Linked DNA regions of Triticum aestivum: region 1 is linked to region 2. Evidence: chromatin contacts called from public Hi-C data. All regions are on one chromosome and are shown on one strand. Each heading gives the region's core, a stretch centred on a gene start, on an enhancer-like site or on the middle of the called end of the contact. The rest is flanking DNA. Distances are from core to core; before and after follow the strand shown.

Evidence for each region. A called contact is a pair of places that touch in the nucleus more often than the background predicts.
Region 1: a contact with region 2 is called in a Hi-C map of leaf, with 5 times the contacts expected there. The contact joins the promoter of LOC123045338 here to the promoter of LOC123045337 in region 2. A contact is called at or near these places in 2 of 5 Hi-C or Micro-C datasets (both in leaf).

The regions. Positions count from the first base shown.
Region 1 is chr2B:441,095,326-441,099,004 of IWGSC CS RefSeq v2.1, forward strand. LOC123045338 (histone-lysine N-methyltransferase SETD1B) reads left to right here and starts at 1,828. Exons shown (of 2, transcript XM_044468341.1): 1 at 1,828-2,390; 2 at 2,980-3,679. The coding sequence starts at 1,959.
Region 2 is chr2B:440,678,979-440,682,601 of IWGSC CS RefSeq v2.1, forward strand. It overlaps LOC123045337 (heavy metal-associated isoprenylated plant protein 20), which reads right to left and starts at 2,278. Exons shown (of 3, transcript XM_044468340.1): 1 at 1,819-2,278; 2 at 1,578-1,653; 3 at 978-1,433. The coding sequence starts at 2,145. The coding sequence ends at 1,141. It overlaps LOC123045336 (chaperone protein ClpC1, chloroplastic), which reads right to left. Exons shown (of 10, transcript XM_044468338.1): 10 at 2,531-3,623. The coding sequence ends at 2,773.

The sequences.
Region 1 (3,679 bases), core at 578-3,077, 420 kb after region 2:
AGTGAATGCGACAAGTCACAGAGTGTTAGCAAGGCCATCTCGGTGGGACCAAGATCCGTATCGGTGTGACCGAACTGTTAGGGTTTCTGGAAGTGGCTATGTCATGATGAACTCGGTGGCTCTGGATGAAAGATAACGGTGGGGCCGAGTTGGAGTTTAGGGTTTTGGACATATTTGGGTGAAGAGAGTGGCTGATGGTTTTGGAGCAATACCACTATGCACTTTGAGCAAGTAGACCATTATGCAACACCTCATCCCGTTTTAATAGTATTGGCTTCCCTATGGACTCAGTGTTATATTAGATCACTTAAACAAAAATGAAGAGTCTTGAGCTTTTGGCAATCATTGTCCTTAGCATTTTGAAGGAATTCCACACCCTCTTGTCCTTGCCACTCCACTATTGAACTTATCTGAAACATACTAGATAAAACTATTAGTCCAACAAAAGATGTGTTGACATTAATTACCAAAATCACCCATGGAGCACTTGTGCTTTCACCCATGTTCTACTTCTCCTCGATGATGGCGGCGGGTGCAGACGTGCTGGCCATCATTTCGTCCATCTCTGCGAAGCCGACTTCTTTCTCCGCCGGCAGGGCGTGGTTATGCGTATATTGACGACGGATGGAGCGGTTGCAGACACGGGAGGAGCGGTACGACACGATGTTGTCCATGACAACCACAATGCCTGTGCCGCCATGCTCCCCCACGTGTCGGCCTGGAGCAACCTGCCACTCGTCGACGAGCTGGCTTGGAGTGGCGAATTGTTGAACGATGGAGCGGCTTGGACCTTCTGCATCCACAAGCTGGCCTGCAGCAGCCTGGAGCGTCGAGGGTGATGGAGTAGAGAGTTCCTTGCCTTGTATCCTGCGGTCTCGACGGGCCATCCAACCGGATTTTATGCCGGAGAACTCCTCTCCCTGCTTGTCGGATGCCATGGATATTGTGGAGAAAATGGTGCAAGAAGGATATGGGAGTGGAGTGTGGTGCGATTTTTGCCCGGCGTCTGACGCTGTTTAAATAGTGGGCCGACGACCGGAGCCAACCGGCGTTGTGTTCCATGACGGGTGGCTCACGAACGGACGTGTGGTCGGAGTAGATTTCTCGGCACACACACGGGTTTAATGGAGGAAGGCGGGCAGTCTATGGCCGTTTGAATGTGGCGAGGAGACGTGTTCAGTCGGGCGTGCAGCGGGCGACACTGTCTCGGCCAGCGCACCGCTTCAATGCCGACAATAAGAGGTCGCGGCCGTTTTGCACCGGCGTCAATGAGGAGCGGCCGCTCTCCAGCGGCATGAATGAGGACAGTTGGCGCCGGGCCGGAACGCGCGCGGGCGTGGTTTTTTTTATGGGCCTGGGTAGTCAGGAACGTGCGTGCAGTGGTCCGGGCGCCGGCAAAACCCCTCACTTTGTCTCCGGTATGAAAAAAAAATATCCGAATAGCGCGGTCCGGTTATAAGTAGATGGTTTAAGGGTCGATGTTGGAAATGCCTTTACATCCAAACCCATCTGCAATCATGTGCAAAATCTGAGCTGATTACTGATTGATCCCATATGGCAAAGTATAGGGGCTGATTGATCTGATACGGCAAAGTTTAGGGGCTGGTTTATCCTCTTTTAGAGTTCATTAGGGGTAATTTTTTGAGGAGGAAAAGTAATACTACTATACTACTGTACTTTTTTGCTTTTTTCTAGGGCTTCTTTTTTGCTTTTCTAGAAAATAGGAGTATTAACTGTGCATGTGACGTTCTAGCCCGTTTGGTTACCGACACCATAGCCCGGGCCCAAGCCCAAGCCGGAAACGATTATCGACCGCGAGTTGCCGTCTTCAACTTCAAACCTCGCAAGCCTCTCAGACTCGAAGCAAACCCCCATCTCAAACCCACAGCGCACGGCCGGGCCGAGAGGAACTTTCGAGAAGCTTCTGTAAGATTGGTTCGCTGCCTCGCGTCCGATCCATGGCGGCCGAGGGGGGCGGAGGAGGAGGCGGCGGCGGAGCCGGGGAGGGGTTCGAGGAGCGGGTGAAGCGCCTCTTCGGGTCGCGTCTCTTCGGCGACGTCCCGAGCTCCTCCTTCCCGGCAGCTTCCTGGTCCGTCGCCGCCGGAGATGTTGAGCGCCAGCGCTGGGCGCGCCCGTCGGAGGCGCGCGACGAGGAGGAGGAGCGCGCCGCGGCCGAGCGCGCCGACACGCCGTGCTCGTCCGCGTTCTACGATGCCAACGGGTGCCTCCGCGGCCGGAGGCGGCGGTCCAAGCAGGACTTTGAGGACGACCCCGAAGATGATGACGAGGATGAGGAGGATGTGAAGGGCGAGGACCATAGGAAGGAGGAGCAGGACGAGGAAGAGGAGGTTAGGGTTTCGATCGGCCTTGACCCGACTCTGGATCGGGAGGTGAGAGAAAAATAACTTTCGATTTTATTTGATTTGGCCATTTGCTATTCGATGCTGTATTGCTTGTGGAAATTAGGGCATTGATCAAGATAGTAAGGCCGATTTGGCTTCTTCATTTGCTACTCATACCCTACTGCTTGCTGAAGAAACGTTTCATCTGTAGAGTGTATTGATCTCCAGTCACCTAGCGGGATAGAAAAAGTGCTAAGTATGGGGGATTGGAGTATCGTTGTCATCAATTTGCTCACTTCATGTTGTTTGCTTGTTGTGATTTTCGCTTTTGATTTTTGTAATGGGGTCTTTCTCAAGGGAAATGCCGCAGGGGATGATAAGAGTCTATTCCACAGTTCCAATGGAACCTTAAGGACTGTTCATTTCTTTTGAAGGCCGTCTGCTTTTGCTAATTACTAGTACTAAGATAAATCATAAAGCAAACCAGACTGTTTGTAGACTTATATAAGATGACTTTAACATGAAAACGCTAAAATTATCTAAATCTGATACTAAATGCAGGTAAGGAGCTTTTGCTTTTGTATTTGGCATACCTATCTATTTGCACCTTGTTCTGATTGGGTGTGTTATCTTTCAGGAAGAGGAGGACAAATATGATAGAGCAGCATTTGGTAAAGAAGATGCTGCAGAACGTGTGTACATGAGTGAAATCATGGATGAGGGCATTAATATGAGCATCAATACTGTAGTGCCTGACCTCCTTGATGATACCATTGATGAGATCTGCGGTTTATCTAAGGATCCTCGGGCAGATCTTGATGCAGCATCTGCAAGGCTCAGAGAAGACAATGGTTCGGTTAAAATTGGCCTTCATTCTCCAACTCAAACCAAGGAGTGTCCAACTGCTGGAATGCAAGCAATGAGAGCTCAGGATATCAGCGTGAAACCTATACTGAAGAGGAAGGAGGAGCAAGCCGATTCAAAACCAAGGAAACGTGTGAGGTTTAATGCCGATGTTAAAGAACAACCAGTGGAGCTTCTTGAACATGATGAAGATTCTCCCATGGTTCCTCAGTCCATGGATGTGGTCACAACAAAGGGCAACTCCTCCACGCCATCTGGGGTTCCTGACTATGTTAGGAACCCTTCAAAGTACACATGTTACACTCTGGAGACACCAGAGAGTACTGACGAATCTAACGGGAGAGCTCTTGCAGACTTGCACAATCTGTTAGGCAGATCAGATCCCAACAAGATGCAGCCTGAGACACCTGCTGAGATTCCTAGTTCAGTCACATTCATCCCTAGGAAGAAGTCAGTTGATGCCATGGTGGTGG
Region 2 (3,623 bases), core at 1,028-3,527:
GGACAAAAAAGGGGCTCACCGGCTTCGGTCGGTCCGGGGCGGCGGCAACCCGGGGGCGGCTCGGCGAATCCGGGGCGGGCAACGACTCGATGGCGGTCGATCCGGGGTGGTGGCGACCCGGGGCGCCGGCGAGTGGACCAGGGTGTAGTGCGGCCCGGCGGCGTGATTCCGTCGGTGGAAATGGCCAGAATCGCAAGCTGCGGGCGGGCGGCGACGGTGGCGGGCGGCTGCGGGAGAGGATGTGGGGAACGCACATGCTGAAATGTCCCTCCCGCCAACCGCTTTTGCAGGATACAAGGCACCGACGGGGCAGGGGGGGCTGGGTTTTCGCGGGTCGGAGAGGGCAATTTATCGTGCCCCTCAAAAAAATTTAAGGGTCGTGCGCGTTTATGGTGTCTGTTCGGGTCATTTTTTCATGCCAAACTGTAACTGACGATTATTTTATGTGTCGGGGTGATATAAGTGGTCTGCTAGAGATGCTTCGATGAATCATTGAGGTTTGGCTACTACTGCCTTTCACTCTCCCGTGAACATCAGGCTAGTGGTGCATGTGAGTGATGAGATTGTCGCGTCTGGTGCGTTGGCACCTAATTTCAAGTTTCCAGTTCGTAGACATGCCAGGACATGTCTGTGGACATTTGATGATGTTCATTTGGTGATTAGCTTTTGAGATGCCCTAAAATATCGACATGCTAAGAGATGCTCTACAGTATTAGCAACGAGCTCATATTACTTCATCCGGAAAACCTCTCATAGTAATAGTTTACCTTTCACCATGAAATTGGCAACAAGTTTATATTACTCCCTCCGTTCCTAAATATAAGCCTTTGTAGAGATTTCACTATGGACTATATACGGAGCAAAATGAGTGAATCTACACTTTAAAATGCATCTACATACATCCATATGTGGTTCATAGTGAAATCTCTCCACAGACTTATATTTAGGAACAAAGGAAGTACTTCATAAGAAAAAACTCATAATATTACTTTACCCATTACCAAAAGAAAAACAAGCCACACAAAATCGTACACGCGTAGATTTACTATTACTATGACTGCGATGGTATCTTAGGCCGTGTGGTCTCTAGGTGACTGGCCGGCTGGCTAGGGTGGAGATCGTCAAGATGGGTCGGTATCATCACATGATGGCGCAGGAGTTGACGTCCTCGTCGTTGAACATGTTCATGTACCGGACCTCCGGCGCCCCGGGGTCGGCCATGGCCTGCGGCGCGCCGCGGACGAAGCCCGCCGGCGCCTTCTTGTCGTAGGCGCCGCCGACGTAGGGATAGGTGGTGAGCGAGTACGGCACGTAGGGCCACATCTCGGCCACCTTCCCGGTGCTCTTCACCCGCGCCAGCACCTTGCTCGGCTCCACGAACCCCGTCACCGTCACCTTGCTCATCTTGGGGTTCACTGACACGGCCGTCACACCTTTGGCATCAACATGTACAGAATATGAAACGTTCATCAGCAGAATTTAACTTCACAAAACTATTCGCAACGAAAACTTTAGATTGCTTGATGTTGTTTCATTTCTGGATATCGCTACGTATGTAGGAGTATGTATGTGTGTACCCCGAATCGACTTGACGGCGTTCTTGACCCTCCTCTCGCAGCCCTCGCAGTCCATCTTCACCTTGATGTTTACCGTCTGCGGATCACAAACTACTCGAGTTAATCACGTGTATATATAAAACAACGAAATGGCAAAAAAAAAAAAAACAGGTCATCTCATGAGATGAGAAGTTGAAACTGTTTCCAAGCAAAACAAGAGAGCACACGCGTACTAAAAAAAAATGAATTCCACAAGCCTCACCTGCATCGGCCGCCTCTTCCTGAGCTTGAGGGCTGCCTTTGTGTCTGTCATGCTGCACAAATCGGAGAGGTGATCCAAGACGCCCATGATCTTATTGATCTGACACGACTGAAGCAGTAGTGTTCTCGGGTACAGAACCGTGAAGGGTCGTATATGTAGAGACGAAAGAGGAAGGAACAAGAAAATATCAGAGGATAAATTTAAATTTGTATGGTTAGGGTGGACGTGCAAGTCCATATTGATGCTTCTAGGCTGCAGAGAGCGAGCGATTAAACCACGGCGCTTTCGGATTAAATGAGCAAACACCCCTGCTTCCAGGATGACCATTCCCTGCTTCACAGGCCAGCTGTTTTGACAGGAAGCTGCTTCATTATTATTTCTTGTTTGTCGTTTCACGGAGATGATTTGTTTTGGTAGACTGGGAAATGCACGGCGTCAATTAGCTCTCTACTCGCTACCTAAACAAAACAGTACTACCTCTATCTAGAAGAATTAAATATGTGTTATATGTCATGAAAATTATATCACTAGATTTCTACACGGATGTAGTTTCTAAAATATATATATTTTTATCACATATAATACATAATTAAATAATTAAATCGCCGACCTAGACTTATTCACCGAGACGGAGATAGTACAAAGCAAGTAACTGCAGGTAGATGAAGCCTTCGACTGTTCTTCAGAAACAGAGCAACTACTCTCTCAAAAAGAAAAGAAAAAACTCAAAAGATATACTGGCATACAGCTTGCTCGTACATGCATCTATGTTTGTTTCGTTTACATAACAATTTCTAGTGCCTCGCTTCAAACTTCGAACTTCAAGAGAGTGAAAGAAGAGAGAGACAAAAAAAGAAGAGGAGAACACATAACTGAAAGGGCAGTGATATTAATCTAGGTACCATCACCAGGACACCAAGCTGAGATAACGAAATAAGAAGATGGTGTACCCAACTAGGCACTCAGAGCAGGCTCCAGCGGCTCTGCAATACCACCCCCGCTGTTGAGAACTACCACCTTACCATCCGAATCCACATCAACAATAGCAGAATCACCTTCCTTGACCTCGCCAGCCAGCATCTTTTCCGCCAGGCTGTCTTCCAAAAGCCTCATAATGGCACGTCGCAGAGGCCTGGCACCGTAGCTCGGGTTGTAACCTTCATCGACAACCCTATCCCGGAACTTCTCTGTTACCTGGAGGTCGATTTCCTTTGCCTTGAGCCTGTCAAACACCTCCTTGAGCATAATATCAGCGATCTCTTTCACCTCCAGCTTTGTCAGCTGCCGGAACACAATCATCTCATCCAATCTGTTCAAGAACTCTGGCCGGAAATACTGCTTCAACTCCTCGGTCACCAAGCTCTTGATCCTGTTATAGCTGGTATCTTTCTCGTCAGAGTCAAGGTCAAACCCAATCTTCCGGCCTCCCTTCTCGATGACACTGCTTCCGACATTCGATGTCATGATCAGCAGAGTGTTCTTGAAGTCAACTGTCCGTCCCTTGCTATCTGTCAGCCTCCCATCTTCTAAGATCTGAAGCATCATGTTGAAGACATCTGGATGTGCCTTTTCAATCTCATCAAAGAGAACAACTGTGTATGGACGGCGGCGGACTGCTTCTGTTAGTTGACCTCCCTCGGTGTAGCCAACATAACCTGGAGGTGATCCGATGAGTTTGGACACCGTATGTCTCTCCATAAACTCACTCATATCTAATCTGATCATGGCTTCCTCTGAGCCAAAGTAGTAGGATGCCAGAGCCTTTGCTAATTCTGATTTACCAACACCAGTTGGTCCAGAGAATA